Regions from separate parts of the Mus musculus genome. Here all the other regions are linked to region 1. The links are chromatin contacts, called in public Hi-C and promoter capture Hi-C maps. All regions are on one chromosome and are shown on one strand. Each heading gives the region's core, a stretch centred on a gene start, on an enhancer-like site or on the middle of the called end of the contact. The rest is flanking DNA. Distances are from core to core; before and after follow the strand shown. Region 1 holds the start of Pdia5 (protein disulfide isomerase associated 5). Region 2 holds the start of Hacd2 (3-hydroxyacyl-CoA dehydratase 2). Region 3 overlaps Hacd2 (3-hydroxyacyl-CoA dehydratase 2). Region 4 overlaps Hacd2 (3-hydroxyacyl-CoA dehydratase 2). Region 5 overlaps Adcy5 (adenylate cyclase 5).

Region 1 (6,169 bases), core at 2,110-4,609:
ACACTGAACTCCAGGCAGAATGCCTTGTGTAAAACAGATGAACATTTGCACATAGCCTTGTCCACTTCACATCATCTCTACATTACTTATGTCACTTAATGCAATGCAAATGTTATGTAAATAGAAGTTCCACTTCAATGTTTAGGGGAAAATAACAAGGAAGAAATCTATGCAGGCTCAGTATGGCTAAAGATCTTTTTGCAGAATTTTTTAAACCCACAGTTGGTTGGATTTGTGAGTGTCAAACACATGGATAAAAACAGAATAAAAAATGCAGACCGGCCAGGCAGTGGTGGCACACGCCTTTAATCCCAGCACTTGGGAGGCAGAGGTAGGCGGATTCCTGAGTTCAAGGCCAGCCTGGTCTACAGAGGGAGTTCCAGGACAGCCAGGGCTGTAAAGAAAAATCCTGTCTCAAAAACAAAAACAAAAAAGTGCAGACTGTGGTCTGTGCAGGCAAAGCAGGGACAGAAAGCTAGGAAATTAGGAGGCTCAGGGAGGTTAGGGTGAAATTGCCTTTTATGGTTTGCTGTGGACAAGTGACAGAGGAGAGCTCTCAAGGATTAGAACGTGCCAGTCAAACAAAGGCCTGGAAAGAACAGGAGGTAGGAGCTGCTCCTGGGATGGGTCCCAGGAAATACTGCTATGAGTGACAGCAGCTCAACAAGCCAGAGTGGGACCAAAATCTGGGAGAGGTCTAAAGGGCAGACACAGGGCTGCAAGTCATGGAGGAGTTTGTTATTACAAGGCAGTGGTTCTCAACCTGTGGGTAGAGACCCCTTTAGGGGTTGGACAACCTTTCACAGAGTTCACATATCAGATATCCCTCATATTGGCTATTAACATTACGATTCATAACAGTAGCAAAAATTACAGTTATGAAGTAACAATGAAGATAACTTTATGGTTGGGGCGTCACTATAACATGAGGTACTGTATTAAAGGGCATGAGGCACTGTATTAAACAGCATTAGGAAGGTTGAGAACCTCTGGTCTAAGGGAAACAGGGAACCATTGGAAGGCTTTGGGGACATGACCAGCAAGACCTAAGTGACAATACCGTATGGATCATTAGGAATAGCAGGCACAGAGACTGCTGTTACCTTCACCAAGTGGGGCACACTAGTGACAGCAGGTGTGACAGAATGCCTGTATTTTGGAAGTAGAATTAACAGAACACAGTAAGGACTTAGATGGGTCTCTTGAGAAGGGGTGAGCCAAGAATGACAGCTAGGTGTGTATGGCCTTGAGACTTTAGCCTGACCGAGAGACGGAACTTGGAGCCTGCAGGTCAGGAGCAGCAATTGTTCCTGGGTCAGGTTATTCTGCATAGTCTTCCACCTCCACAAGTTCCATTTCAGCTGGCCTAAGGACTACATCAGCAGTCTCTACTTAAGATGCAACTCTCTGTTGGGCTAATTACCCAAGTCATCTTCATAATCAATAAAAGCAAGTGACTTAGGACACAGCCCTATCTCTGGGGACTTACCCCAAAGCAGCACATGCAACAATTTCCTGAATAACATTGATGAAACAATGAGATGGTTGCTACAATGTGGCAGTTAGCTCCCATGTACAATGTGATGGTTGCTACTGTGATGCTGTGAGCACTCCTGACACAAAGTGATGTAGGCTTGTGTGTTTGTTTACACACAGTGTTTCTGGAAGGCAAGACAGCTAAAGACTAACAATGGGTATGCACTAAAGGTAAGGAGTAGACACCTGGAAACTGGGGGATGAGAGAGGCTTTAGACAGCTGGCAACGTTTATTCAGGGAATATCTCCCAACTCCTCAATGTGCACTTCCTCTGTCCATTTTATTATTCTCCATTTGCATCCTTATGACGGAGTAGTTGTCCAACAAACATTCCTAAATGAAGTGACAAGCTGATGGTGCGCGTGACAAAGAGGATTCAAAAGAGGATTTTTTGTTTTGTTGTACATAAAAGACCTGTCTTATGTCTATGGGTGTTTTTTTTTTTTTTTTTTGTTGTTGGTTTTTGTTTGTTTGTTTTTTGGGTTTTTCGAGTCAGGGTTTCTCTGTATAGCCCTGGCTGTCCTGGAACTCACTTTATAGACCAGGCTGGTCTCGAACTCAGAAATCCGCCTGCCTCTACCTCCCGAGTGCTGGGATTAAAGGCGTGCACCACCCTACCCATATGTAGGAGTACCACAATCATATCTTGTGCCCTTGGAGATCAGATACCCTGGAATTGGGGTTACAGGATGGTTGTTAGTTGCTATGTGGGAGCCAACAGCAGCAAGTGCTCCTAAATAATGTACCCATTGTCCAGCTCCCATTTTACATTTTTTGTTCAGGTAATTAGCATTCATTTAACATCAATTAACTATTTAAATGATACAGTTTGGTGGCATTTAATACATTCATAATGCTGTGCTGCTTCCCCTTTTATCTAGCTCTGAAAGATTTTCATCCTCATCAATGGATTTCTGAACTGAAATTCCTTTCCTCCATTCCCCAGGTCAGAGTAATCTGTTTACACAAAATGCAAACAAACAAACCAAAAAAAAAAAAACAAAACCAAAACCATTTTTTCCAATTTTTGTATATTTTATATAAATGCAATCATACAATATACAACATTTTGCATTTGGCTTTTTAAGAATCAGCATCATATATTTTTGATATTTGTTAACATGGTTGTGTGAATTTCTTTTTATTGGATGAATAGTATTCCGTTGTACCGGTGTATATCACATTTTCTGTATTTGTCTTTTGAGGATATTTAGACTCACTCTTTCTTTCTTTCTTTCTTTCTTTCTTTCTTTCTTCCTTTCTTTCTTCTTTGACTATCATAAACAGCGCTGCTAGGAACATTGGTGTGCTAGTACTACTTGAACACACTTTTCGATTCTTTTGAGTATATGGTTAAGGAGTAAGGGGATAGTGTGGTGATCTATACTTAATATTTTTTGGGCTCTCTAAATTGTTTTCCCGACACCTCAATAATGTTTTGTCAAGGGGAAAAAAAAAGCCTCGGGAGCAGATGGCATTTTCCATCCTCCACAGGCCATCATAGACTTTACAATTAGTACCTACAGTCAAATGACTGGAATTCTCTGGGTTGCCTGCTAATCCTCGGGGTGGGGAAACTAACTTCTGGGGGCAGAGTGAGTTGTTGGTTCTGATTCTGCGGGCACAGAGCAAGGCTCCTTAGTGAACAACTGTCCCTACTCCCCAGCCTCCCTGCCCCCCATCCTCACAGCTGCTACTCTGCGTCCTCAGGCAAAGTCCGAGGCAGAGGCATCCCGAGCTTCTCGTGAACTACAACTCCCGGCAGGCTCCTTCCCGGGCCGCCTCTCCTAGCCTGGTGCGCATGCTTTGGCAGACGTGGCACCGGGAACTCGGAGGCGGGGAGCGGCTGTGAAGTGGCCGTAGCTGTTGGCCGAGGTGGAGCTGGCAGGCGTGCGCGGGAGCCGGGTGCAGACGGCAGGAGGCGGCGGGGATGGCGCGGGCGTGGGGGCTGCTACTGGCGATTGGGGTGAGGCTGTGGGCCGGCGACACGTGCGTCCCGCATGGCCGTGGGAGCGCGCGGTCCGGGTTGGTTGGGGGCGTGCTCGCCGGGTGGCAATAGGGTCTTTGGTCCTCTGCTCTCCACTGGGGCCGGGCCGGGTGATCCCTCTCTCCGGGTTCGCGCTCCCGCACAACTTTGCGGGGACGCAGGTCTGGGATGTCCTTAGCCTAAGCAGGACTCCCCGGGCGGTGCTTGCACCTGTGTGAGTGTGGGGTGGAGGCTGCCTTCCACTTGCGCAGCAGGAACACTTGCTCGTGGGTTGGACCCCCGGAGAAAGGGCGCGTGACGGGTTGGGTGGGGTCACCACCTCCAAGAGTTCTGCTCCCACGGTGATGCCGGCTCCAGCCCCGGCCACTTTCGAGCTGTGTGTGTGGCGCCCTGGATCTGTAAACGTGTCTGCGTTCCTTCTATGAGATGGGAAACCGTAAAGATACCCGCTAAGGAGGTTGTCAGACGGGTCGGCTGAGGAGTCGGTGGAACCAGCTCCGGAGACTGCAAAATGATACCGGAGTGATACAGAAGTGGAGGAGGGGTGAACCGTGGTGCAGACTATGTGGGGATGGGAGGACTTTCCCGAACAAGCATCCCCCGAGAAGAAGTGGGGACTGGGGACGGGTTTGCCCCTGGGGCTGAGGTGTGGTTGTGGGTGTGTGACAGGATGTAGTTGCCTTCTTCCACATCTCTCTCGTAACTTCTTGTCTCCCTTGTGTTGGGTCCATCTCCTTATGGCCACCGCCACTATCACCAAGTTCGGAAGACTTACTTGCCCCTACCACTCCACTGTTTTCCCTTTGGGTGTGGCAAGGATGCTGGGCAGATGGGGGGGGGTGTGGTGGAAAGGGAGGGGTGATTAGATCTAAACGCTTGAACTCCGCAGTGCCCTGTCCTTTGGGATCACCAGTTAAAGGAGTGACATCGAGTTTTCTGTTATGTGGAAGAAGGTGTCAAAGGAAGCTCCCTGTTCCCAGTTCTGCATCCTCCGTCTAGGAGAGATCTAGTAGGTTACCGCGAAGCTTTGGGGTGCTGGTGGTGTGCCATGATGTTTGACATAAGTTTCCTGGAGCCAGTTGGGCTGACTCCCATCAGGATGTCAGTCCTTGAACTCTGAGGGAGGAGGGTTTTGCTTTCTTCCTTTTTCCCTCCCTTCAGTAAAAACAAGAGCCCAGGGGACTGACCTTTTACTCTGTAAACATTTATCAACCACATTGTTTGCCACCGGGTTGAATTTTGGGTGGGGAGCAAACTACACTCTGCGCCTGCCTTCAGGTGTTGCCCTCGGCTGAACAGCAGTCAATCCTGTGAGCAAATACTGTTCGAAGGACAAGAGCTAATACCCTAACTGCTGCCAGCCTGCCACAGGAGAGCCATACATTATCTGAGGTGGAGAGTCCCCACAGGGAGAGGTCACATCTCTGAGAGGGAGAGTCTGCCAAGGGAGAGCCCCTGGGGCCTTATTGAGGTGGGTGGAGCAGAGTCCAGGAATTAATGTGTTGTGGGTATTTCGGAGGTCTGTATGTACCTTCCCCTCAGGCAATGAGGAAGAACTTTGAGGTTTGCCCAAAGCACCTGGCAGCTGGACGTTCCTGAGCCTAGAGTTAGCTCCGCAAATACAAGGTAGAGGGATGAGAGCCTGGAATCCGCAGCAAGTGACTGCGGGTTGGGCCTCTGTGCATTTAAAAGCTATGTGGATTTGATAAGGGCTTCCTACATCCCTGGGAGCAGTTTGACTTCTTTGTTCGCTCTGTATTGACTGAAGGCCACTGGGCGTGGCCCAGGGTTTTATGAAAATGGATTTAACTGGGTCTGATGGCATGGCTTTGGAATCCCAGCTACTTAGGAGGTTGAGGCAGGAGGATGGAAAGTCCTGTTTGGACTACAAGAGTAAGTTTAAGGGCAGTCTGGGGGGCAGAGGGCCAGCCTAGCATGCGCTAGATTCAGTTCTTAATACTGTACAAAAGAAAAGGAAAACAATTCAGTATCCCCTGTATGTGGTCTCACTGTCAAGTTGGAAGTCATCTGTGGTCAGTAAGAAGAAAGGTGGGGTCTGATGACCTAGCTTGGATGATACCGCACTTGCCTTGTCTATATGAGGCCCTGGGTTGGATCCCAGCACCACGTAAATTGGGTATGGTATAAAGCCAGGCGATTGGGTCAGAGAGCCAAGGGCATCCTCAGGATTTCAGGCCAGCTACCATGACTTAAAAAAAAAAAAAGTGAGCATTTTACAAGACGATATTTTGAGAGACCACATTTACTTTTATCACCAGCATAGTAATAACAGATGTATTTCATTATTTTAATTCAGTCATAATACTGTATTATTACTTATTTTAAATCTCTGCCTAGTTTATAAATTAAACTTGTTCACAGGTATGTATGTATGTATGTATGAGAGGAAAAGCCTCTATGTTCTGTACGACCTGTAGTTTCAGGCATCCACTGTGGCTTTTGGAGCCACCCTTCCTCAAATAAGGGGAACGGGTGGAAAAGGATTGACAGAGATTCGTGTACAGGGCTGTGTGAGTACCGCATCTATTATAAAAGCAAAAATACGGGAGTGATTTAATTAATAATTGTGGCACGGTACAATACCCTTTGGCCTCTTTCAGACTTTGGAAAGTAATGTTTCTTTG
Region 2 (6,169 bases), core at 1,083-3,582, 470 kb after region 1:
TTCTACACCTACAAACTATCATAGAGGGACATTAAATAAGGGTTTATAACAGAAGAAATAAATTCCTTACTAGCTTAACTGGCCAGCATGGGCAGTAACAAATTAATGTTCAAGTTGATTAAAGCATTAACTTCCCTCTCAAAATTCCGATTTCTGGGCTGGAGAGATGACTCAGTGGTTAAGAGCACTGACCTGCTCTTCCAGAGTTCAGTTCCCAGCAGCCACATGGTGGCCCGCAGCCACCTGGAATGAGACCTGATGCCCTCTTCTGGTGGGTCTGAAGACAGCAACAGAATACTCCCATACATACATAAGTAAGACCCTACTCCTCATTCTTGTGTTCATCGCCCAGAAAGGAGGTCTTTCCTCATTAGAGGACTGTGACATCGCTCTTCAATACAATGCTTCTACCAACATCTTTGCTAGAACAGGAATCGTACATATATGTGTATAGAGAGAGTTCTAAATGTTCTCCTAAAAAAATAATAATCTGGGGACATTTATGAGAACAACAACTTGTAGCTGCAATAGTTCTTTATTGACTTAAGTTTAGATCCAGGGATTTTGAGAACTTGTATAATCACATGCAAGCCTGTGTTCCTTTCTTTTCTTTTTCTTTTTTGTCTTTTTGGTTTTGTTTTTCTTTGAGACAGGATTACACTGTGTAGCCCTGGCTATCCTGAAACTTGCTCTGGAGACCAGGCTGTTCTTTAACTCAGAGATCCACCATGCCCAGCCTGAGGGCATGTTGTTTCAACACCTCCTATCTGCAATACTAACAATCAGCCTACCACCCTCCAAGCCTATTTCTTCATTAAAAAGCAACATAATTTCTTTAGGCTTACAACGTTTGTGCAAGTGTGTATTATTGGCCTGTGCTAATACCAGCATCTGAGGAACATACAAAATTAGCTGATTCAAGTAAAGTGATTTGAAACAGGGTTTCACCGTATATATGCATTTTGTGTATATTTTAAGTTTTGATCCCTGCCAACGTATTTCCTACTGTAAAAGATAATTAAGAATGGATTTTCAAAATACAGTTTTAAATTTTTTCTGTATACTTGAAAGTCTTACAAAAAAAAAAAAAAAGCCATAGTGCTAGCACAGTAGTAGAGTACAAGCAAGTGTGAGGCCCTAAGTTCAATCGCCAGCACCAGTAAACAAACGGATGAATGCTTGCTAGGGAGTCAAGAGTGGTGTGGCACAGGCCCCTGATTCCAACAGTCACAAGATTGAGGCAGGAGAATCACAAGTTCCAGGCGAGCCAGGACTACATAATGAGTTCTGGTCAAAAAGAAAAAAGAAAAAAAAAAAAAAAAAAAAAAAAAACGGGAAAAGAAAGAGAAAAGGGAAGGGAGAACAGAAGGCAGGAGAAATTGCACCTAAGAAGTTTTACGACTTAGGAATTTCCTGACAATTTAAATTTATATGGTGATCCAGCTCACCAAAACCACCGGATTGCGAAACTGGATTCACCTAGCCCAACTCTACCTAACTGGGGGGGAAACAAAAAAACAAAAACAAACAAAAAAAAAAAAAAACCAAACCCACTAGAGACCCAGAGAAAGAAGCAGGTTTCTTCAAAGTCCCAGGGCGAGTTGTGTGAGAACTGGAACTAAAAGCCCTGCTATGAAGAGACAGACTTGAAATGGGGTAGACACCATCCCCAGAGTCGATTCTCTCCCTATCTCAACTTGCCCCAAGAAAATCTAAGTAATCCCCCTCCAAAGTCTCCGCCCCGGTCTCGGACCGCTCCGGCTCGGGCGGCTGGCGGAAAACTTCGACCACGTTCCTACCGCCTCCCAGACGAACGCTCCCGCCTGGGTTTTGAAAGCGGCCGCCTAAATGAATGATCTCCGCAGCCAGGCGGGCTTCCTCGCCGGGCTGGGGAAGTGCTGACCGGCCGCCCGGGGCTGGCCTCCGCGCCGCGCCGCGCCGCACCTGTGGCCCGCCCGCTCGCCCGCCCGCCCGCTCGCCCCGCCGCGGCCCTGACCAGGCAGCTCTGCGGCCAGCCTGCCCCATGCTCGCCCCGCGGCCGCCCCGGGCTGCGGGTCCGACCCCGCCGGTCACAGAGCTCGCTCCCCGCCTCCCCGGGGAGGGAGCTCCAGCCTCACCCCGCCGTCATCACCACATTGTAGATGACCAGGTACGCCGTGGCCACAGGCCCGGGGCCCTTCTTCTTCCGCGCGCCGCTGCTGTCGCCAGCCCCGACTCGGCCACTGCCGCCCCCATTCCCCTTGGTCGCTGCAGTCGCCGCCGCTGCCGCCATGTCAAGCGCCCGCAACCCCGCTCCCCTCGCGCCTGCACCTCAGACCCAACTGGGCTCTACGAGGGGGCGGAGGAAGGGACGAGGGAGAGGCGGGGCCGCGGCACGGGGCGGAGCCGGGACAGCGCCCACGGGGGCCGCCATCTTGGATGAGGGCAAAGACGCTCCAGGCGCTCGTCTCCGTAGCCGCCATCTTGGATAGGGGTAATTTCCTCCCAACTTCCGGCGCACAATCCGTGTGGGCATCCAGCGCCAGGTTTGATCAGGTTAATGTGAACCTGGGCCTCACTTGTCAGGCCTGTTCTTACGGATAATTTGTCTCTGGTCATTTGCTATCTTATGACCATCTCTTCCTGCTGGATCCAAATGATATGTCCTGGTCCTCGGTAACTTTAGCCTCTACCAGGTACCAGGTATCTTTACCCCTGTACACAGTTGCCCAAGTAGCTAGAGGGTGATTGACGTCAGTTAAGCTGTGTGTCCTGTTCAGAGAGCAGAAGGAACCAGCATTTTTGTAACATATTATCTTTCTCTTCTAATTGTAGCCAACTCGGGGAAATAGCCTTCAACAATTTCTTCCCTGTCTTTGGATTTTTTTTTTTTTAAACCTGCTCTCTTGGACACTCCCAACAGTCTCTAAAGGTTAGCCAGTTTTTCTCCATTTGTAGGCCTGCTTTTTATTAAAGAGGATTAAGGTCAATCAGTGGTTAGTGGTGGACCTTGTAAGGCAGTAAAGAGTTGTTTATACCTACAGGTTATGGGCTAGGTGGGAGGGAAATACTTCTACTGAGTTAGATCAGAAATAACTTCTGAAAGCTCCTTTAATCTGCTGACCCCACTCATTTCTTTTTTTAGTACTTTCTTCATAAAAAGTACCTTACTATCAGTGTTCATAAATATACTGGCATTTATGTAATGTAATAAAATATGTATTGATTCCAAGAAGTACTTGTGGAGCATATACAAGGTTGTATTGGAAAATATACATATTTCAAAATAAATGAAAGAAACAAACGTCGTCAGTCTTCAAGAGATTACACAGAAGGATCCAGGAATGAATCGATATGAATTAGCTGGTGAAAAGTGGTATCAGAAAATTATTACAATGATCCAGGTCACAATGATAGTGATTTAAGCCAGTGTGATAATAGTTGAAGTGAGGAACATTGAATTCTCAGAATATTTTAGAGTTAGTGAAATGTGTTGGGTAGAACATTTGGTTTTAAAGGAAGGTAAAAGGAGCATTCAGATTGCTTGGGAGAACAAGCTGTAAAAAGAAGTAAGTTTGAGCTGGACGGTGGTGGCTCAGGCCTTTAATCCCAGCACTTGGGAGGCAGAGGCAGGCGGATTTCTGAGTTCGAGGCCAGCCTGGTCTACAGAGTGAGTTCCAGGACAGCCAGGGCTACACAGAGAAACCCTGTCTCCCCAAACCAAAAACCAAAAAATAAAAAAAAGAAGAAGAAGAAGTAAGTTTGAAGGCAGAAGTCAGGACTTTTATGTTTAGCTTGAAATCCTTTTTAGAAATGTAAGTGGAAATGTGGAAGAGACAATTAGATTTAGACTCTGAGGTTCAGGAAGACCTGCAGGCTAGAGATTTGAGAGCTTCAGGATGCTAGGATTGAAAGTCATGATGCACCCCCAGAAACTGAGAGGTAGGAGCAGAGAAATTGCTGAATTCTCATCCTTACCTGCTCTCAAAGACTGTAAAGACATCCTGCTGCCTTTTCCCCTGACTTTTAAAAGAACATGTGAAGGAGGAAGGTACAGGTTTAGTTTTCAACATCCCTTACTCCATCATCTGACCTCAAAAATCACCAAGCACACACATGGTACATATACATACATGCAGGTGAAACACTCCTACAATAAATAAATCTTAAATAAAATAAAAACCAAGCCAAAAAAAAAACCCCAAAAACTAAAATCCAAAAATGCAAACCACCCCCGCACCTCTCATAAAGGAGTGAACTATTTTTCAAAACAATCATTCACTTTAAAACTCTCATTCATTTAACTGACTCTCTTTTCAGTATAATACAATAGGAAAGTAAGAGTCACAAAGGCATAAAGTTGGAAATCAACTTAAAACTCAGAATATATTTTTGTAGTTATTTATACCCATCAGCTCTGCAAAGTACAGGTGATCTTTTTAATTACACATAAATATCACTGGGGAGGGGAGATAGAATAGATTTTGTGGGTTGACTAGGAACAAGTGGGGATGGAAACAGGATGGGTCAGATGAGGGGTGAGTAGAGGAAGAGAGTCCTGGGAGAGACTACTGGAATTGGGAGGCATTTCAGGAGCAAGGTAGAAACTCCATGCAATGGAAACTCCCAAGAATCATAGTGATGGGGAATATGGAGCCTGTATCAGCCATCTGATGTAACCAGGCAAGACTTCCAGAAAAGGGATTGGGTCACCAACCTAGCCACAAAACCTTCAACCTACAATTTCTCCTTTCTGAAAGTGTGCTGGGGTAAAGGTGGCTCAGAATTTGTGGGAGTGGCCAATCAATGACTGGTCTAGCTTAAGAGCCATGAGAGGAGAGGGAGCCCAATGGACCTGACACTCCCTGAAGGCCAGGAACCAGAGCTGGATAGCCCAGACAGACACCTAGGATAGAACCAAACACAACCAGAAAAAAAAACAAAGATCAATGAGACAATTCTTACTGAGACTTTACTATACTTGTGGGCCAGAGCCTACCAAAATTGTCAACAAAGAAACTCCATCCAGCATCTGATAGGAGCTGATAGAGAGACACACCGTCAAACATTAGACACAGCCCAGGGAATCCTGTGGAAGAGGGGGAGGAAAAGATTGCAGGAGCCAGAAGGGTCAAGACCACCATAACAAAATCCACAGAATAAATTAATCAGGGCTCCTAGGGTCTCAAAGAGACTGAACCAACAATCAAGGAGCCTGTAGGGCCTGACCTAGGTCCTCTGCTTGTATGTTATATGCTTAGAGTTCTTGTGAGTCTCATAACAGTGGGAGCAAAGGCTGTCTCTGACACTTTTGCCAGTTTCTGGACCCTTTTCCTCCTCCTGGGTTGCCTCATCCAGCCTTGATATGAGGGGATATACCTAGTCTTATTGCAACTTGATATGCTATGTTTGGTTGATATCAAACCAAGGAGGCTTGCCCTTTTCTGAAAGGAAATAGAGGAGGAGTGGATCTGGGAGAGAGGGAAGGTTTGGGGGTGGGTGATTGGGAGGAGAGGAGGTAGGGAGACTGCTGGTGGGATGTGAGAGAAGAATAAATTAAAAAAAAAAAAAGATACAATGTACACCATTAAATGTGACCTGCAATAACAGTCTGGGTTCGTTTTGTTTTGTTTTGTTTTGTTTTGTTTTTTTGTTTTGTTTTGTTTTTTAAGACAGGGTCTTACTATGTAGCTCTGATTGTCCTGGAATTCAATCTGTAGACCAGGCTGGTCTCAAACTCAGAGAGCTACCTGCCTCTGCCTCCCAGTGCTGGGATTAAAGGTGTGTGGCACACCACCCAGTTTGAATAGTTTGTTTTCTACCTGCCTCTTCAGTTTTACTACCGGAGCTTTAGGTAATAAGTAAGCCCTGGGTCCAAGTGCCAACATGCCATGCACAAACACCCATTCCAGTACACACACAATTTATGATGTAAAGAGATAAGTAATTATGAAAAGCATAGAAGAGAGATTTAATCAATGTGATTACATTGGGAAATACAGATTAATAGGTGTAATGACTCCAAGTTAATTTTCAGAGTACTGACACAAGCCTTATTATATAAACAGGAGAAGAATTGGAACATGGGGCAAGAAGTACTCATGGTTAAGCAGTCTTGGCCAAAGATGGATGATCTGTATGAAGGCTTTGCTGTCCTGGATCCAAGGTGAGTACAGGACAATGACTGGAG
Region 3 (6,169 bases), core at 1,709-4,208, 430 kb after region 1:
ATGGGACTCCCAGTGGTATGAGGGGAACACCAAACCATTCACAAAACCTCAATCCAAAATTTATCCTGCCTACAAGATGCACAGGGATAAAAATGGAGCAAAGATTAAGGGAATGGCCAACTAATGTCTGATCCAACTTGAGACCCATCTCAAGGGCAAGAACCAATTCCTGACACTACTACTAATACTCTGTTATGATCCCAGACAGGAACCTAGTATAACTGTCTCCCGAGAGGCTCCATCCAGCAGGTGATGGAAACGGATGTAGAGACTCACAGCCAAACTTCAGGCAGAGCTTGGGGAGCCTTGTGGAAGAGTGCAGGATAGAACTGAAGGAGTCAAAGGAGTCAAGGACACCACAAGACCTACAGAGTCAACTAACCTGGGCCTATGGGGGCTCACAGAGACTCAATCACCAACCAAAGAGCATCCAGGGGCTGGACCTAGGCCCCACACACATTTGTAGCAGATGTGCAGTTTAGTCTTCATGTGGGTCCCCTACCAATTGGAGTGGGGGACTTACCCTAACTCTGTTGCCTACCACTGGATCCCCTTTCCCTAACTGGACTGCTGTGTCAGGTCTCAGTGGGAAAGGATGCGCTTAGTCCTGCTTTGACTTGATATCCCAGGGTGGGGTGGTACCCAAGGGGGACTTGTCTTTCTCTAAGAAAAATGGAAGGGTGTGATGGGGGAGAAGTTTGTGAGGGTGGGGCTGGGAGAAGAGGAGGGAGGAAGTCACAATCAGGATGTAAGTGAATAAATAAATAAGAAAAAAGTCACTTAAAGGGGCACAAATAAAAGAATGAACAAAGGCGACTGGGCAAATGGAAACAAAATAAGGTGTAGGTCATATCCTAATACCAGACAAAGTACAATGAAAGGGGAACAGCAGTCAACTGTGCCATCTGCAGTGGTACATGCCTTCAACCCAAGCTACGCAGGCTGCAGAGCCAGGAGGATCACACATACAAGGCCAGGAAGAACTGTTTACAAGACCTCACTAAAAATCAAAGTCAAAAGGAGGCTGAGAATATAGTTTAATGCAGTGTACTTGCTTAGCAATGTATAAAGCCTTGGGGGATTCAAGCCTTGTGTGTGTAAGAGAGAGACAGAGCCAGAAAGAGAGACAGAGACAGAGACACAGAGAGAGAGAGAGAAGAGACAGAATTTAGATGTATTTTATTATATAAATGTTTATCTATGTATGTCCTACTTTGGTGTCTATTACTGCAATAAAAACCCCAAGATCAAAAGAAAGTTGGGTGGTGGCACATGCATGCCTTTGCTTCCAGCAGGTGAACCTCTGTGAGTTATAGTCCAAGACAGCCAGTGCTACAGAGAAACCCTGTCTCAAAAAGTGAAAAACAAACCAAAACAAAAGCTGATGGCAATCCTTCTACCTCCCACAGCAACCGTTTTTGCTAAAACAAAAGCCACAGGAGATCCCAGGGAAATGAGATGACATTGATAATTTTAGGGCACTTTAATTGGCCAAATGAACAAAATATATAAGCAATGATATAGAATAGCTGTTTTAAAAAGAGAATATATACTGAACTTTATATCTGTAAACAAAGAAGTATATATTCCTTCAAAATTATCCGTAAAAACTGAGTTGATAAAAGGTTTCTCAAATTGAGTAAAAAATATAATGAACTAGGCTGGAAAGATGGCTCGGTTGTTAAAGGCAAGGCTCACTACCAAAAAGTCAAGAATATGATAAACATCATAATCCCGGTCAGGTCAGTTGGAACACAGCAAGACTGCCTTAGTTAACAAGAACAAAGATGCAGAGAGGTTGCTCACACATCAAGTGTGTGTTCCTTTTATTTCAGGATTTACCTAGTCAACTGTCACAGAATTAAACAGCAAGTAATTTAAAAAGTTGAAAAAAACAGAATTTCTTTTGGGATGACAGGTGCATGCATGACACAGCACATACATGGAAGTCAGGGACAACTGCGGAAGGCCGTGAGTTTCAGGAACTGGACACAGGTCAGGCTTGGTGGCAAGTGCTTCTACTCACTAAACCATTTTGCTGACCCCAATAATTCTTTTTCTGAAAGATGACTCAACAGATGTTACATGTCTCATTTTGGTCTCTGGACAGTGTTTCCACTTTCACTGGTCTGATCTGGCTTTTGAAACTAAGAATATAAATAGAATGTTTTCTTGACTTCAGACTGCCACAAACTGTCTCATCGGGAATTTCTAAAGTAGAACACTTGCTTTCATGGACAAACCAAGCTGTGTTCAGCTTAAAGATATAATTAAGAAATATTGGACAAGGCCCTCCCAGATAATACACAAAGTTCTAGTTGTTTCATTATTTCCATCATTGATGACTGACTCAAGAGATAGCAATATAAAAGCACCTACCCATACCCCCTTTCTCTGCTGACTGTTCAATCAGCTTCAGCTAGCGGTTCATACTATACATTTTTATTAGAAAAGACTTCCCAAAGACTATCCTCTTTTAAAACAACGGTGCCCTCTAGTGACAACTGTGGGAAAATATTCTAGAAAACTGAATCAGTCCTTGGCGCCTGTCATACAGGCATTAGGGCGTGAATTAGATCCCCAGCAGCCACATGAAAGCTGTGTGTGGAGATGGATGCCTACAGTCTCAACGCTGAGATGGGAGGAGACAGGCAGATTCCTAGGGCTTGTTAAACAGCCAGTGTGGCTGAGCTGGTGAGCTCCAGATTCAGTGAGAGGCCCTGCCTCAAAAAGGTGGAGGGAGGAAGATGTCTGATGTCAGCCTCTGTCCTCTCTATGCATGCATGCACCCTACCCAAAGACATGCACACACTGCCTCAGTTACTTTTCTGCAACAACAATTGTGTACTAACAAAAGCAATTTAAGGAAGTGTTTATTTTGTCTCAGTTCAAGGTACAGTCCACCACAGTAGGAAAGCTAAACAAAAGGAGCAACTGCTTACACTGTCTGTGGTTACGATGAAGAAATCAATGAATGTTGTACATGGCTGGCTCACTCTTCCCTTTTTACACAGTCCAGGAGCCCAGCCAGGGAATGGTACAACCCACAGGGAGTGGGTCTTCCTACTTCAATGAACTTAAGATAATCTCCTATAAGCATGCCCAGATGCCCACTTCCCAGGTGATTCCAGACTGTCTCAAGACTAACCACACATACAGAGAAAAAAAACCATAAAAATAGTGTTGATTTTACCCCATTTCTGCTTTCTTAAATGACTTTCAAAATGCACCAAGAATGGCAGTGACACTACTATGCTCGCAGTGCACTTGCTGACACTCACACGGGCACACTGACACCTCCAGCACATCCTCGCCACTCAGACCACTAACTAACCTTACTTATGACATGGGTGAGGAGGAGGAGAAATTTTTAATACCTTCAAAGATGTTTGCAATCACAAACTCGGGCTTCTCCTTCAAGGGCAGCAGAAGGAAGCTTCTGGGCTCTTTTCACAAAGTAGCCTTCTAAACTGCAAGTGGGCACAGACACCCAGGTTTTACATAGACCTTGGATACTGAATGCTCATGAGGTGCAGGCAGCCTGCACAGCCCTGAGCAGCTGCCTTGGGGTCCTAAAGAGCACACTCTACTTCTCCCCTCTTTCTACGTTGAGGCATGTTTGTGCAAAGCAGGGAACAAGTAGCAGAGCTGGGTGTTCCTGGCAAAGTAGGTGCTAGAGTGCAAAGCTAGAGGTGTGAAGCAGTTTATTCAGAGAACAAGAATGGAAATCTTGTGCAACAGGAGCAGAACATGTAGGTGCCAACACCACTTTTTTTCTTTTGTGGGTCATGGGAGGAAAATATATCAGGAAGCAACAGAATGAACTAGAACAAGGAGGCTAAGCCGGTGTAGTCTGAAGGAAGCAACTGAGTTGGCAAAGGTCTCAGTTCACTTAGTACTATTCTGACAGAGCTATGCAATGCGGATGTGGCCCACCACTGCATTTGAATAAAAGGGGAAGGCAGTACCAGAAAGGGCTAGAAGGCTAGCTCTGGCAACCTACCACCCACATGGCTCTCCATGGTGGAGCCTGGAAAGCCTGAGTCTCACCACAGCAACAGAAAAGTAACTGAGAGGGGGCAGGGGGCAGGGGCAAGGGGTGGGGTGGGGTGGGGTGGGGTGGCGGATGGATGTATGAGTACTGGGATGTGCATATCACGGTACATGTGTGGCAGTCAGAGGACAACTTAAGGAATTGCTTCTCCTCCTGCCCTGGGTTCCAGAGATTGAACTCAAAAGACTTCAGGCTTGCCTGGCAAGTATTTTTATCCACTGAGCCATCTTGTTAGCCCTTAAATTTTTTTTTTTGTTGGCATGTGGGTGTGTGTGCATGTGGCGGGGGTGGGGGGGTGGGGGTGGAGGAGGAGGTAAGATGTCCTGTCTTCCTCTACTGATCTGTCTTATCTGTCTGAGACAGGGTTTTTCTCATTGAGCCTGAAGCTCCCCATTTCAGTAGTCTGGATGGCCACAGAGCTTCCAGGATCCGCCTGACTCTGTTTCCCGAAGCTGAGGTTATAGACATGTACGAATATGCCTGGCTTTCTACATGAGTACAGGGGATTTGAACTTAGATCTTCATACTTTCACAGCAATTGGTCTCCCCTACTGAGCTATCACCCTAACATTTAAATGATCTGACTACTGACTATTATACGGGATTCAGAAAAATATAACACTGTACTATTCTCATATTAATAATAACAGTCATCACTTTACTGAGTAATTTTCAACCTACAGACACTGTTGCATGCTCTGCTCTTGCCCTGTTGACATTCACAATGGCAAGGTCATTAGCTCCTTTTACTCAGACAGAAATGAAGGTGTAGAAGATCTGTATTACTCCCAGAAGCCACAGAGCTCACAAGCACTCCCAGCCTGATTGAGCCAGATTTTTTTTCATTAATTTAGAAGAAGAAGAAGAAGAAGAAGAAAAAAAAACCCAACATTTTAAGGCTGTAAATTTCTAAAAGACTAAGTGCTTGTAGTAAACTCCCAAAATGGCAAGAGAAAATAAACCACTATTCCAAAAATGAACTAACTGCAGTTTTATGAGTTGAAAGAAAGAAAGAAAGAAAGAAAGAAAGAGAGAGAGAGAGAGAGAGAGAGAGAGAGAGAGAGAGAGAAAGAAAGAAAGAAAGAAAGAAAGAAAGAAAGAAAGAAAGAAAGAAAGAAAGAAAGGCAGGCAGGCAGGCAGGCTCTCTTTAGGTAAATGCTAAAACAACTTATTTTATTGTTATCATTAATTATTTAACTGTCCCCAGTTGGTTTTTGCCTGCCCAAAAGAGTTCCTGGCAGCCAATGGCTGGCAGGGAGACAGAGGCGGGACTTTTAGGATCCCCAGAAGGGACTGAGGGGAAAGAAGTGATTCTGCCATAACGAGGATGGAAGATGGACCACACCAGAAAGTTGCAGGAGAGAGATACAGCAGACATGTAGGGACAGGAGGAAATGGGCCCCAGGAGGGCTGCCTGCAGTTGAGGGAAATAGGTGTTTTAGGTTCACACAGTGCAACTTTTACCAAGGTCACTTCAGGAGCGGCTTGGCCCATCTGATGGGCTGCAGCAACTTCGGTGCTGTGAGTTGGCAGAGTCTCCAGGATGAAGAGAGGGCAACAGAGCAGGGAACAGGGCTGATCTCATCTTGGAGGAGCACTTCGAGATTGTGTTATTTACTGGAAAACCTGTTCCTAGTTGTGGTGTGGCTCAGCCCTACCACACACCTTTAATCCAAGAGCTATCTGTTTATTGTAAATAGGACTAAATAAAGTCATCTATATAGGTCAAGAGGCAGAACAAGCACCTATTGACAGGGAGTGAACACAGGAGAACAGTGAAGAATAGGAGGAAGTCGGGAGGACAGATAGACACACAGGAAATAGAAGGGATGGATATTTAGTTTGATGGGTTTTTGAGATGCTGTGGAGAGGGAGAACTTCCTTTTGGGATGTCTGCTGAGAAGACAGGTCAGCAGGTACTTTCTCTGCCTCTCTGAGCAAGCAGGCTTTCACCCCAACAGCTGACTCCCACATCTTTATTGGTAAAATAGAATATTTGAGATTTTTTTTAAAAAACAACCTTTGCATCAAAATATATTACATGGTTGGAGACATACAATATGGAAGGTTAACATCTGTGTTACCTCATTCGTGGTGAGATTAGAGATATGAAAT
Region 4 (6,169 bases), core at 1,739-4,238, 420 kb after region 1:
CCTGGCTAGTTTAAAACTCAAAGAGATCAGCCTGCCTCTGCCTCCCAATCACTGGGGTGGAGCACCACCAGGCCTACCTAAGTTATTTATGTTAATATCCGTATTACTATGGTGTCAAGTGGAAGAGTGGGTCTTTGTTTTTAAGAGAAAACTCTCTGATCACCTTTAGTTCCACAATGTACATTACAGCACCAAAGTAGCTGGTATCCCCCAGGTAGAGAATTAAATGACACGAGAGGATGTGTGTCTTATAAGGTCTCTTAAAGGGAAAAATTCTCAAGCTGGATGTGGTGGCACCTTGGGAGGTGGAAGCAGGAGTTTGACTCTGGGCTGCATAAGAGCCTGTTTGTTTGTTTTTTAAAAAGGAATGAGAGGCACATGGGGTGGGGAGGGTATACTTCAATATAAAAGTTAGATCTCAAAAGGTTTATGAGCTCTACTTTAGCATACCACAAAAAAATTACAGGAAACAAACAAACAATTTAAAAAAACAATCAAAAACAAAACAATAAACCAAGAGGAACCGACAGCAATGGCACACACCTTTAATCCCAGCACTTGGGAGGCAGAGGGAGGTGAATCTCAGGATAGCCAGAGCTACACAGACAAACCCTGTCTTGAACAACAAACAAACAACAAACAAAACAAAATACCAAGAGGAATGAGCACAGAAGGCAGAAGGAATCAAGACCACAGAATATAATACTGGCTGTCCCCTTTGGGGAAGAAGGTGACAGGAAACGGAGAGATACAAAAGCGGACACATTAGTCACATGGTTGCCATGGTCACAGGCACAGAGCTGGGTAAGACAGAGTTATTTTCCAGGTTCTTCGGAGAATGGAAGGTAAGTCATCAGTGGTAGTGTTGGACACAGCAAATAGAATCTCAGTTTCTGGGAACTTTAAGACAGCAACATAGCAGTTGGCTAATACTTGGGGCTTAGGAACAGGTGACAAAGAACAAGCAACCTGGCTCTAGAAAACACAGGCTTTTCAACTTAGTCCAGGCAAACTGGGGCTGGAAATGTACTGGAATCAACAAAATGACAAATGAACAGTTCTGTCCAGAGAAATGGAATGAGATCCTGGGTCAGCAAAAATACCAACTCTATTTACTCAAGAAACTCATAAGTCAGCTGTTCAACTAGGTGCAGTGAATGAAAGAAAGGACACTGAAATGCAGAGCCCCAAGAGGTGACAAAGAGATGGTGACATTTACTACACTAGGTTCTTCTGAACATGGCATGTTAATGTTAGCAGAAAAACTGGATCACTTTGGCTGCAGAGAAACAATTGTGAATATGCATCTGTAATGAATACATACAGTAACACTCAAGTGTGATAGTATATTAGAAACCACCTGCTAAATGTCAAGTTTCCACATCTGGCAGGCAGCGTGGTTACTGGAGATGATGGCAAAGTCTAGCACCTGTAATCCACAGAGACATTTAATAGCTTTATAGACAATCTGTTTCAATGGTCTGTCCAGGAAATCTGGAATCTTACAGAATTGCTTCGTTTGAACTCCAAACATTTTTGGGTGCTTGCCCACTTGCTTTGGCTGCCATCGTAATAAGCAGAAGAGTGCTCACTGAAGCAGGTGAGGCATCAATCTTGAAATAATCAATATCCACCTGTATCAGCAGGGTGAGTCAACAGCTGCATCTCACTTACTGAATCCACATGATTGCCCATTTAAGACGTAAGGAAGGAGCTAGGCCTGCTGGTACAGGCCTGTACTTCTAACCATTCAGGAGGCTTGGGTTCAGTGTGGGATGAGTGAATGCAAGGGTGACGTGAGGCTGGGGAGGTGGTTGAGTGGTAGAAGGCTTGTCTACCAGGCACAAGGCTCTGTGTTCAATCCCTAGCACTAGAGACAAAAGGATGCAACTGAGAGACAATGAGGAAAGACTTTAGGTTACTGAAAATACTGGCAAATAATACTAGGAGTTACTGATTACAATGAAAAATATTATAGTATAAATAGGAATAAATACACGTAAAAATATGTGTAAAAAGAACTCTGTGGTATTATAAGTAACACTTTTCTAACTCTGTAAGAGCTAAGAATGAGAACAACAAGCTATATATAATACTAGAATTTATTTTCTTGTTTTAGATTTTTAAAATGTGGTTATTAAAAGTAGGTACACAATTACTTTGCATTCTTCCTGCATAGCAAGTTTAGACATCTTCAAGGAACAAGAGACTGACTGAAAAGTAAAGCTTATGGACCTGCTAATTCCATGGGACTATAATGAGATGACAGCTGATCAATCCAAGTTGTTTAAACCTTGCCTAAGAACTCATTAGATATGTACATTTTTACAGGTATCTCATGGGCCAATTAAAAAAAAGTTTTAAAAAAAACCATTATTAGTTGAAATATGAACAGAACTGTCAAAATAAATCCTGACAAACGCCAAGCTTTAACAAGGATTTCAGAATAAAGGACAAAGAATACACAGATTAATATTAATAGATAAACGGTCTCTAGAGCCCAAAGGGATCGAATGCTGACATTGGTTGACAAGTGTAGAGACTGTAAGCTAGAGACGAATGTTGTACCTGCCAAAACTCTCCTCCAGGTAACATGGGAGAAAACTGACACTGGGGACAGCAGCGTCCTCTCAGAACAACGTGAACCCAAACCAGAGCTTGGTTATAGATCACACCTGAGGGGATGATGGCTTTCTCCCCCAGGTTCTGTCTGGCGCTGGGTGTTCCTGTATGAGCCATCCATACCTGGAGCACATGGCAATACCTTTAACCCAACTCAGCGGGCTGGAAACAAGCTCGCCTTTCCTGGTCCCATGAAAACAGAAGTGTTCTTGAGAGTGAGCCAGTGCCCCATTCTCTCCAAATGCAGAAACCAACACGCTGGCTATAGACAAACATCAAGTATACAACTGGGTTGTGATGCTGTGCACACCCTACCTCCGTGGGAACTGAGACTGTAGGTCTTCAACTCTGATCAGCTTTCTATTGAGCAACAATGCAGATAGGGCTATGTTTTCCACTTTGGACCCAATTGCAACAGTAGACACCAGCTATCAGCTTTAACTTGGTTACTTTGAAATGATCTGGAGATCTGATTTCAGCCATAGCAAACATGTAGGAGAAAGCTCCCTGGTGACTGTCAACGTTAATTTTACTCACCTCTTTGACACTATGTGTCACTGCCCATATTAGGAAAACTCTTGACATCACCTGGAAAGAAGTCAGGACAACAGAAGATGGCACAATCCCTGAAAGAAATTTAGGATGTATAAATAGAGGTACTAGACTAAGTTTTATCACATAATATGCTTTCCAAAACTTTCAAATCAAAATGTCTATAGTCAATACTATCTCTAGCAACTGGAACTTACCTATGCAGCTAGAAATTAAGTCTGGCAATATATTCACCACTAAAACCTTTTTTCTTGACACAAAGCAAACAGTGTTCATGACAACTGAGGAATGGCTACCTTTCTTTCTTTAAGCCTACAGGGTTTTGAAACCTTACAAACCAAGCCAAGCCACCAGCCAGGGAGATACCGATGATTCACTTTCCAATATGGCTGTCACGATCCCTCTGCAGCTGTGAGCAGGAAGTCAGTCCAACTAGTATTTAACAAAGTTGAAAGTTCCTGGGTATCAACCTTGAGTATTTTGTCAACAAGCCTAGCAAAATCAAAGTTTATTATCTTTAAAAAAGATTTTCTCAACTTATTCCTTCAATGTACTTATTAGTTTATAACACTAGAACATCTTTTCTGTTAACCTAATCAAATTCTGCTAACCTAATATTTCTCTGGCTTCAAATGCTACAACCATAATCTTTACCTAGACACGAATAACCACTGTCATGTAGCATGCTTGCCTCCTATAACTATTTAAAAGCCCAATAACCCATGACCTAGAAACACTCTTTTCTCTTTGTGACTTTAAACTATCAAGGACTTGCTTCTAGAAATAAGATTTGGAAGCCAGCAATGTCCCTGACCTCTGGACGACTGCCAATGCTTATTCTTAAACCTGCTAGACCCCTGAGATTGAACCTGAGAAATTCTGTACCTGCCAGGAGCCACCATCCCAGTCAATGTGTTTGCTTTAAAACCAACCTCATCTTCAGCACAGTCACTGGTCTATCCTACACTATCTCTATTCTTCAGACTCCCTAAACTACTAAAATACTGTCTTTTGTATAACAGGACAAGTTACAACTTGCCAAAGACCAGGCCAGAGTCAGCTGGAGCTCCAAATGTCACCACAGGCTTAGAGCAACAGGAAACCACATTACAACTCTTTAAGAGATGCTATTATCAGCCAGGCAGTTGTGGCACATGCCTTTAATCCCAGCACTTGGGAGGCAGAGGCCAGCCTAGTCTACAGAGTGAGTTCCAGGATAGTCAGGGCAACACAGAGAAACCCTGTCTTGAAAAAAAGAAAACAAACACACACACACACACACACAGAGAGAGAGAGAGAGAGAGAGAGAGAGGGAGAGAGAGAGAGAGAGAGAGAGGGAGAGAGAGAGAGAGAGAGAGAGGGAGAGAGAGAGAGAGAGAGAGGGAGAGAGAGAGAGAGAGAGAGGGAGAGAGAGAGAGAGACAGACTATTATGCTAACAATAGATTTGAAGAAAGAAACTTTGTAGCTTTGAAGATAGCCTGGTTCCCCAAAGCAAGTAGCATGGGAATGTCAAACACAATGTTTGGCATACAGACTTGTTCAGTAAATCTCTGTAGAATGAATGGAAGAAAATATAAATGCAGAGACAGACAGGTAAGTGGACTAGATATTGAGTCTGGACAAGAACCTTCACCTTTAGTCACTTGTTTTTCATTAAGAGTGTCAAACAGTTCAATAGAAAAATGAGTGTATTGCCAACAAACCAGGACAACGGGTACTTACAGGTGAACAAAGGACTTACACATTAAACCTGACTCGGGAGCTAAGGAGATGGCACAATGGTTAAGAACCATTTCTTGCTTTTCCAGTCTGATTCTCAGCCCCATGTCAGGTGGGTTACCCAGGAAGTTCTGCAGTGGAGAACCTGAAACCCTCTTCTGGCCTCCTTGGTCACCCTCACACATGTAGCATAAGCACACTGACACAATATAGATTTAAAAAAAAAAATCCTAAGAAAAAAATTAACTCAAGGCTGGGATGTGCACATGCACACACAATTTATTTTCCCACAAAACTTGTTTAAGTGGGAACAATAGTATCTATCAACAGATGAATGGGTAAACAAAATGTGGTATGCTCTTAAAAACAAAAATTAGTAAAAACAAACAAACAAACAAACAAACAAGCACAGGGCTAGAGAGGTGGCTCAGGAGCTAAAAGCATTGGCTGTTCTTCCAGAGGACCCATGTTCTATTCCTAGAATCCACAAAGCTGCTCACAGCTGCCTGTAACTCCAGTTCTAGGGGATCTGATGCCCTCGACTGGCTTCTGAGAGCACCAGGCATGCAAGTGACACACAGATCCACAGGCAAACAAAACACCATACACATAAATAAAAATGAAAAATAAAGAGATACACAATTGAAATTCTCAAAGAACAAACTAAGAGTAAAACAAAAGGTAAAAGGAAATGAGGTACTGATGCGTGCCACAGTGCTAGTGTAGTAAATGTCACCTTTCAAGATGACTATGCTGAACTAGCTATAAAGTCAATGGCAAAGACCGCAGTTTACATGACCGAGAGTAGATCTGTGGTTATCAGGGACTGGAATTTTGGGGGAAATAGGAAGTAACTGCTAATAGATTTCCTTTTGGGGTAATGAAAATGTTCTAACATTGACTGTGGTAATGGTTGCACAACTCATTATACACTCTAATGGGTAGAGTATATCTGAATAAAGAGATGTTATTAAAATAAATGAGTGAAGTACAAAGGCTGGTTATAAAATTATGTAACACAGCTAAGGATGCTGATCAGTGAACCAAATATTTAGTGAACATACTTAGCCAGATAACACCGAGTATGCTTTACAAGAGGGATGGAGAGTTAACATTTTTATGGGCAGCCAGCATTTGTTGCTTAAGGAAAGATGAATGTTTCTAACTGCTGCTGCTGCTCCAGCTCCTCTTCCTCCTGCTCTTACTCAGAGACCACCTTATTAAATAAAACTATGCCCCTTGCATTTTTGCCCTTCTTATCTGGCCACTAACCAA
Region 5 (6,169 bases), core at 2,695-5,194, 260 kb after region 1:
AAACAAAAACAAAACAAAACAAAAAAGATAAGAACAATAAAGAAGAGGCAAATGAGTTAGAAAAAGAACACAAAAATGTGAAAATTTAGCTGTGCAGTGGTGGCGCACGCCTTTAATCCCAGCACTTGGGAGGCAGAGACAGGCAGATTTCTGAGTTCTAGGCCAGCCTGGTCTACAGAGTGAGTTCCAGGACAGCCAGGGCTACACAGAGAAACCCTGTCTGGGACCCTCCCCCCCCCCCCCCCGAAAAGGTGAACTTTTGTAGCTTTTTGCCTATAAAAATACTAAGTTTTTTTCTTTTCTTTTCATGGTAGTATTAATGAGAATACAATAGAATAGGCCTCCATGACCCCTTCCTTCACCCCCTGCCCCCCAATCTTAGCTGTGGCAGCACAAACCAGTAAAACCTTTCAGGAAAGCAGTTTAATGAAGAACATTGGAAGAACCTTAAAATGTTCAAGCCCCTTGTCTGGCAGTCCTGACAAGGGCAGCTGTGCCATTCTCCCTCCACTGTCCCCTTAAAGAGCAAGCAGCTAGACACTGCACAACTAAGGATCAGCTAATAGACACAGTTCAGCTGCGTGGAATGCCCCAGTCTCCATGATGTCTCAGTTTACGGAAATTTAGCAACATAGATGATGCTTCCAAATGTAAAATCAAGCGAGGGAAAGAGAGTACAGTAGTATACAGCGTGAACAGCAGCTTTCCAAACACATACACTTAAAACATTAACACTAGAACAATGCCTCTTCATGGCAAGATCGTAAGCTTCTTCTCATTGGACCACTGAGTACTTTCTATCAGAGGTTGTTCTTTAAGGAGAGTCAGACAAACACATAGACAGCAGGGGAAAGTTCTTGCTCTTTATGATGAGTGAGGCAGGCTGAAGAAAACAATCCTCCCGGTGGCAGAGAGGAGGCGAGAACACAGACATTCACAAAGCCAGGCAGAGTAAGCCAGAGGGGAAAGGAACACCAGGCCAGGAAGGGCAGTCCCAGCTGGGCAGAGTCCGTGAGGAGGGCCACACGGAGGAATGCTAAAGGACAGGCCTGCATCGGAGCCTCGGAAGGAAAAGTCAAGGCTACAGGCATATGCCAGGGAGACCACTCAAGCAGGGAGAGAGAAAGCAAAAATATGGCTGACCAGAGAGCCGGTAGCTCCAGATAGCCAAAGGTTGACACTGCAGCACCAGTTGATAGTCTGTGTTGGGGGAGAAAGCTGACACATGACGCCAGAGGTCAAAGTCGTAAAGATTCTTGTGGGCTACTTTCCCCCAAAACATAAAAGTGTACTGAATTTTCAAAGTATAAGATGTGCGTTCATCATAGAAAACTCCAGCTTTGCGCAGTGGCAGTATCGTAGCCAATGAGGTTTATCCGAGGCGCAATTATTGCTAATTGAAAACTTTTCCCTTCATAGAAAACGCCGATACCACAGGAAAATATCAACCCCCACCCAAAGATGGCTGGCATTAACATTTCCTTTCACTCTCGTTTCTGGCCTTTCCTTTCTGTCAATGCTTTCTGCTTTGCTTTCATGGGCTGAGATCCTGCTGCTGACATCATTTGGAATCCCGCTTTCTTCAGTTTATATCACAGAAGCAGCACGCTCCTTCTACTACCCCAGCTTCGAGCATCGCCAGTGTTCGCCAGGGCAGTGTGACCCAAGCTGCACATTAGGGAGAGAAATTTGTCAGCGGGAGGAGCAGAGAAAAGAAGATGCTCAGGGAAGAGAGGCCAAAACAAGCTAAAGAAATGGCACAGGCAAGGGACGGAGCCACACTCACTGGCAGAGTGTCTACCAAGCATTCAATGGACTCCGGGTTCAACCCCCAGTAGTGCAGAAACTGGGTGTGGCCGCTCGAGCCTGCAATCCCAGTGCCCGGAGGTAGAGGATGAGCAGACATTCAAGGCCATCTTTGACTACATAGTGAGTTCCAGGCTGGAGGGACCTGAGTTGGGAGCTGATGTCTCCAGGGAAAGGGGGGCTTTGGCTTATATCTATTCAGGGAGGGGATAGTTTGGAGTCAATGAAACATTGATTTGAAAAAGAAAAAAAAAAAGAGGTGTATTGGGACTGGAGAGATAACTCAGAGGCTAAAAGGACTCAAGTTCAAATCCCAGCACCCACATGAAGTTTCATGAAATTCTGAGATCCACTGCCTTCTTCTAGCCTCCACGGGCATTGAATGCATGTGGTGCACAGATCAACTAAACACATGCAAAACACACCATACATATAACACAAAACTAACTAATGAACTGAATAAATAAACAAACAAACAAACACTAAAGAAAAAAAGATCAGGTATGATAGAAGCCAAAGGGAGAAATTCAATGGAGGGTAGGGGAGCCAGAATCAGGTGCTATGAGAGATGTTGACCTCTGTGCCCACAGGTGACCTCATAGAAAGATCATGTAGAAGAGAGGGCAGCCTTGGGGGCTCAGCAGAGGTCCAGGGTGAAGGCCACTATCTCAGGGTCTTCAGGACTTGAGAGTCATGGCTAAGAATAGCCATGGCATGGAGAGAGGGAGGGGGGAGAGCAATGAGGAGAGCAAGGCCCCCACAGGGCCGTGCTGTCCACCACAGTAGCCACAAATAGCCATGGGCACTTGGAATTTCTTGTACCTCTGGGTATTTTGTTGTTGCATTTTTTTCTTCTTCTTTAGCTGATGGGAAAGCTAACACTGTGCATGTGGCCCTCCTTATGTTCCTCTTGGATGGCACTGTTACTGAACAAAGAGAAAGCCGGGGGGAGGGACAGAGCATAAGCTGACTTGCAGAATAGTACGACTGGTGGTCCACTGTCGAGACAGAGTGGCCTGCCTCTCTCTCTATCCTTAGGGATCATTTCTGAAGGTCCAGACCCAGCTGTCTGGTTCTGAGCAGTCTTCAGAGGGCAATGTTAATGGCAGCCTCTCTTTGCAGCTCACAGAGCAGCAAGTGAGGTGGCAGAAAGAGGAACTGGTCGTTGGGGGGCTAATGTTTGAGGTTAGACCTCGGGTCTAACCTCATCAGGTGGGGACACACATGTGATGACAGAAGTCTCCAGGTTTATGTAGATACATTACCAAGCTAGACATCAACTTCTCTAGCATGCTGCAAAATGGGAGAATTTCTGGAGGTGCCTGAATTTAAACTCATGGCAGGGAAGGGGCACCTCTCTGAGCAGTGAAGTCTCCTGGAGGCCACTGTGTCTAAGCTTGGATCTGAAAACAATGAACACTGTAGCTCTGGGCAAGTCCCGTTCCATTGTAAATGTCAGCTTCCATGCATATATAGACAGGAAAAGTGGAGGATTAGCCAAGGCCTTCGCCCCCTGGAAAAGTCCACCTGGGCCTCCGACCGCCTAGGAAGGGCACTTTACAGTCTTATCAGTATAAAATACAAGTAAGATGCTACTTATAGGATCCTCTGAAACCCCTAGTTTATCCCTGCCGGCTGGCTCCCCAGGGCACCACTGACTTGTAGCACACTGCACAGCCCACACCCACCTGGCCCATCCTGGATCTGTGGGGAATCCCAGAGGAAGCCAGAGCTCTTCAGAACCAATGCCACGCCAAGGCTCCTGACGACATTGTGGGAACCATGAAGACGGGGCAGTGTGGAAAAGCAAAGACATTCCCACATTAGATAGGGTTTGAAGGAGGCGGCGTGTGAATGAGAAGAGGCTCAGGGGCTGAGAGGCGCCTTGGAAACTCAGCACAGTGGCCTCACCCACCCACCAACGACTACTGCAGCTCCCTGACCTCTGGCAGAAGGAAGAGTTTGCTCTGTGGCCTGGCAAGAAGGTTTGTGGGAGAGAAGTTTATTTATAATCCAAGTGCAATAAAGTTTCTCTCTTCCAAAAAATCTCAACTTGGAGAACAATTATCCTCTCCCAGGCTCGGCTTCCTCCTCCTGCTTCCACCGAGTCAGACAAGCGCTCATTGTTCTGCGTGAGCACTGGTGACAGTTGAGGGGGATGGGGGTGGTGGGGGTGGAGGGAAAGGGTTCAGGGGAGGGAAATGCGGCCGCACCTAAACGCCAACTTCCTGCTTCTACCCTACAGGTGAAAGGCAGCACTTCCAAGCTTTCCCATGCACCCCTAACTTTTTGCCCACCCCAGCCACCTATATCCCTTCCCATCTCCTCACCTCCAGGGATGGCAAAATGTGTTTTCTCATACAGCTCAAGCTAGCTTCAAACTTATTATGTAGCAAAAGACAAATTACTGATTTCCCTCGTCTCTCCCTCCAAGGGCTGGGATGACAGACATGTGTCATCACCCAGAGGCTGTGTAGGCACTGGAGACGCAACCCAGGGCCTCCTGAACTCTAGATAAGGATTCGACCAACTGAGCTATATGCCCAGCCATGGCCAGTCAAAATGTGGGAAGGCTTAAAAGAAAACCACTACAGAGAAAGGGAAACTTCCAGCCAGCCATTCCCATCCAACTGCAAATAGAGGACAGACTGAGGACAGTTTCAGTGAGGGCTGTCCTGGATGAATCCACTGCCTCATGGACAAAGGGGCACCTGGTGTTTCTCATACTAGGCCGTATTGCCAGCTCTGCCAGGTGCTTCAGCAGGGAATTTTGGGTTCTGAGAGTGCCCGAGGTGAGGAGACACAATGGATGGGATGCTATGTTGAGAGCCAGGACATGCCAAGTCCAGCCTTGTGACTTGGGAAAAGCATAAAGCCTCCTGGAAGCCACGTAGCCTGCATTCATCTCTACGGTGGTACTGATGACTCCTGTAACAAGACAGTGTGTACAGGTGTCAGGGGTGCGACACAGCATGGGCTGGGGCTAGCAGTGCTCCTAGTGATTGACCCAGTGAGGAATGGCTGAAGATGCCACCGGGTCTGGCTTGGCTTCTTTCTGTACTAACCCATCATGTCTCCATCATTCTGAACGGAGGCAAACACACAGCGGGTACCAGTAACCCCTTGTCTGCTAAGCCAGGGAATTGAAGGCTAACGGATCCTTACGAGGTCTCAGATATCCCAGCTTACCCATGAAGAACGTCCCAGACCTGCAGTCAGTGTTGCCTGACCCTGATCATGACATGGGGCCCAGAGGGGTTCCCACCTGTGTCAAAACCAAGCAAAAGCTGCTCAGATGAAAATAGTACATACTATGGCCACTAAGGGCTGGAGAAGAAATCTCCATCATCAGAGAGATGAGCCCTAAGACCTGTCTGTATGTCCCTTGAGTGGGAGGATAGCTCTGCAGCCTCATGAAAAGGCTTGGGAATAGCAAATGATCTGATCTGGATTACAGACTGTCTGCTCTCTCTCTCCTTCCCTGCCCCACCCCAGGACTGGCCGGTGTGGCCAGATCCTCCCCTCTCTAGGCCTCAGGAGGTTCCTTCTTATGAAAAGCAGGAAGAACACAGCACATGGGTTTCAGCTGTTCCTGGAGGACACCGGCATCCTGGGTCTGTGGGACTCCTCATCGTGATGATTCAGCTTCTCTAAGCAAACCCACGGGGCTCTGCCCCGTCTCTGGCAGCTGTGCTGCCAACAGGATGCAGGCAGGTGAACGGGTCTTGTGCCGAGGCTACAGGAGCACCCCTGGCCTGCTGCGTGATGCAGGAGGAATCAGACTCCCTTGAGGCCAATGACCTCCTAGCCTGGGAGCAGAGGGCCACCGTTAAACCGCACCATTCCTGATGGAAACATGGGGAAAGCATCCAGGGACAGAGTGTGGGTGACGCTCCCCTATACACTGCCTGTCTTTCTGCTCCCTCTGCTCCAGAAGATGTCTCAAGGTCTCTGGAGGTCTGCTTCACGGGCCATAATCACAACACCTCTTCTTTAGGTAGAGAATTTAGAACCTTCTGGTTTAAAAATAATACACTTGCTTAAAGGCTGTGACAGAGTATGGTAGTTTGTCCAACTCAATTTATTGTCCCTTCTTTCCAAAATAGTACACACTTACCAAGTGTGACTCAGCGAGACAATGCTGCCTAGTCCGGCCTGGCGGCTAGGTATGGCCAAGTGATGGTGTTCAGGCAGGGGTGTGAACAGAAGTGACACGCGAGGCTTCCACATCACTGCTCATTCCAACTTCGCACAAGCCCCACCCGGTCTGTCCCAGCAACCCCCAACTGCCATTTTCTTCTAGACTGGAACACAGATAGTCTCTGACCTAGCTTTCCCCGGGGTGACGGTGGGGTTGGGGGGG

What was found. Promoter capture Hi-C pulls out the DNA fragments that hold promoters and counts their contacts. A called contact is a pair of places that touch in the nucleus more often than the background predicts.
Region 2: a contact with region 1 is called in a Hi-C map of granulocyte-monocyte progenitors, with 5 times the contacts expected there. The contact joins the promoter of Hacd2 here to the promoter of Pdia5 in region 1. A contact is called at or near these places in 3 of 39 promoter capture datasets (the 3T3-L1 cell line, hippocampal neurons and neural stem cells), 1 of 484 Hi-C or Micro-C datasets (granulocyte-monocyte progenitors) and 3 of 115 datasets of contacts at active chromatin or transcription factors (embryonic stem cells and extraembryonic endoderm stem cells).
Region 3: a contact with region 1 is called in a promoter capture Hi-C map of liver, with 2.6 times the contacts expected there. The contact joins the enhancer-like site here to the promoter of Pdia5 in region 1. A contact is called at or near these places in 4 of 39 promoter capture datasets (cranial neural crest, hippocampal neurons, liver and 1 more), 1 of 484 Hi-C or Micro-C datasets (nephron progenitors), 3 of 115 datasets of contacts at active chromatin or transcription factors (embryonic limb bud, extraembryonic endoderm stem cells and microglia) and 1 of 9 other capture datasets (embryonic stem cells).
Region 4: a contact with region 1 is called in a promoter capture Hi-C map of liver, with 2.3 times the contacts expected there. The contact joins the enhancer-like site here to the promoter of Pdia5 in region 1. A contact is called at or near these places in 6 of 39 promoter capture datasets (the HPC-7 cell line, epiblast stem cells, hippocampal neurons and 3 more), 4 of 115 datasets of contacts at active chromatin or transcription factors (embryonic stem cells and epiblast stem cells) and 1 of 9 other capture datasets (embryonic stem cells).
Region 5: a contact with region 1 is called in a promoter capture Hi-C map of the C10 cell line. The contact joins the enhancer-like site here to the promoter of Pdia5 in region 1. A contact is called at or near these places in 2 of 39 promoter capture datasets (the C10 cell line and cranial neural crest), 1 of 484 Hi-C or Micro-C datasets (nephron progenitors), 1 of 115 datasets of contacts at active chromatin or transcription factors (embryonic stem cells) and 1 of 9 other capture datasets (pancreatic islet).

What each region holds. Positions count from the first base shown.
Region 1 is chr16:35,488,063-35,494,231 of GRCm38.p6, reverse strand. It overlaps Pdia5 (protein disulfide isomerase associated 5), which reads left to right and starts at 3,359. Exons shown (of 17, transcript NM_028295.1): 1 at 3,359-3,503. The coding sequence starts at 3,468.
Region 2 is chr16:35,018,584-35,024,752 of GRCm38.p6, reverse strand. Hacd2 (3-hydroxyacyl-CoA dehydratase 2) reads right to left here and starts at 2,332. Exons shown (of 7, transcript NM_023587.2): 1 at 2,118-2,332. The coding sequence starts at 2,272. LOC105246106 (a long non-coding RNA gene) reads left to right here and starts at 2,408. Exons shown (of 5, transcript XR_876048.3): 1 at 2,408-2,682; 2 at 2,815-2,911; 3 at 6,048-6,145.
Region 3 is chr16:35,052,855-35,059,023 of GRCm38.p6, reverse strand. The region is part of intron 3 of Hacd2 (3-hydroxyacyl-CoA dehydratase 2); the gene reads right to left. Among named protein-coding and RNA genes, the nearest start is that of Hacd2, 34 kb to the right of the region's middle. Within about 2 kb of position 2,958, at least 65 of the 459 cell types and tissues checked have an H3K27ac peak or open chromatin away from gene starts, as enhancers often do. A contact at or near this core is called in liver and microglia, where this site is marked.
Region 4 is chr16:35,072,685-35,078,853 of GRCm38.p6, reverse strand. It overlaps Hacd2 (3-hydroxyacyl-CoA dehydratase 2), which reads right to left. Exons shown (of 7, transcript NM_023587.2): 4 at 3,160-3,248. Among named protein-coding and RNA genes, the nearest start is that of Hacd2, 53 kb to the right of the region's middle. Within about 2 kb of position 2,988, at least 6 of the 459 cell types and tissues checked have an H3K27ac peak or open chromatin away from gene starts, as enhancers often do. A contact at or near this core is called in liver, where this site is marked.
Region 5 is chr16:35,230,091-35,236,259 of GRCm38.p6, reverse strand. The region is part of intron 1 of Adcy5 (adenylate cyclase 5); the gene reads right to left. It overlaps Gm46550 (a long non-coding RNA gene), which reads right to left. Exons shown (of 3, transcript XR_001781915.2): 2 at 4,334-4,336; 3 at 345-1,411. It also overlaps the pseudogene Gm25179. Among named protein-coding and RNA genes, the nearest start is that of Gm46550, 4.0 kb to the right of the region's middle. Within about 2 kb of position 3,944, at least 25 of the 459 cell types and tissues checked have an H3K27ac peak or open chromatin away from gene starts, as enhancers often do.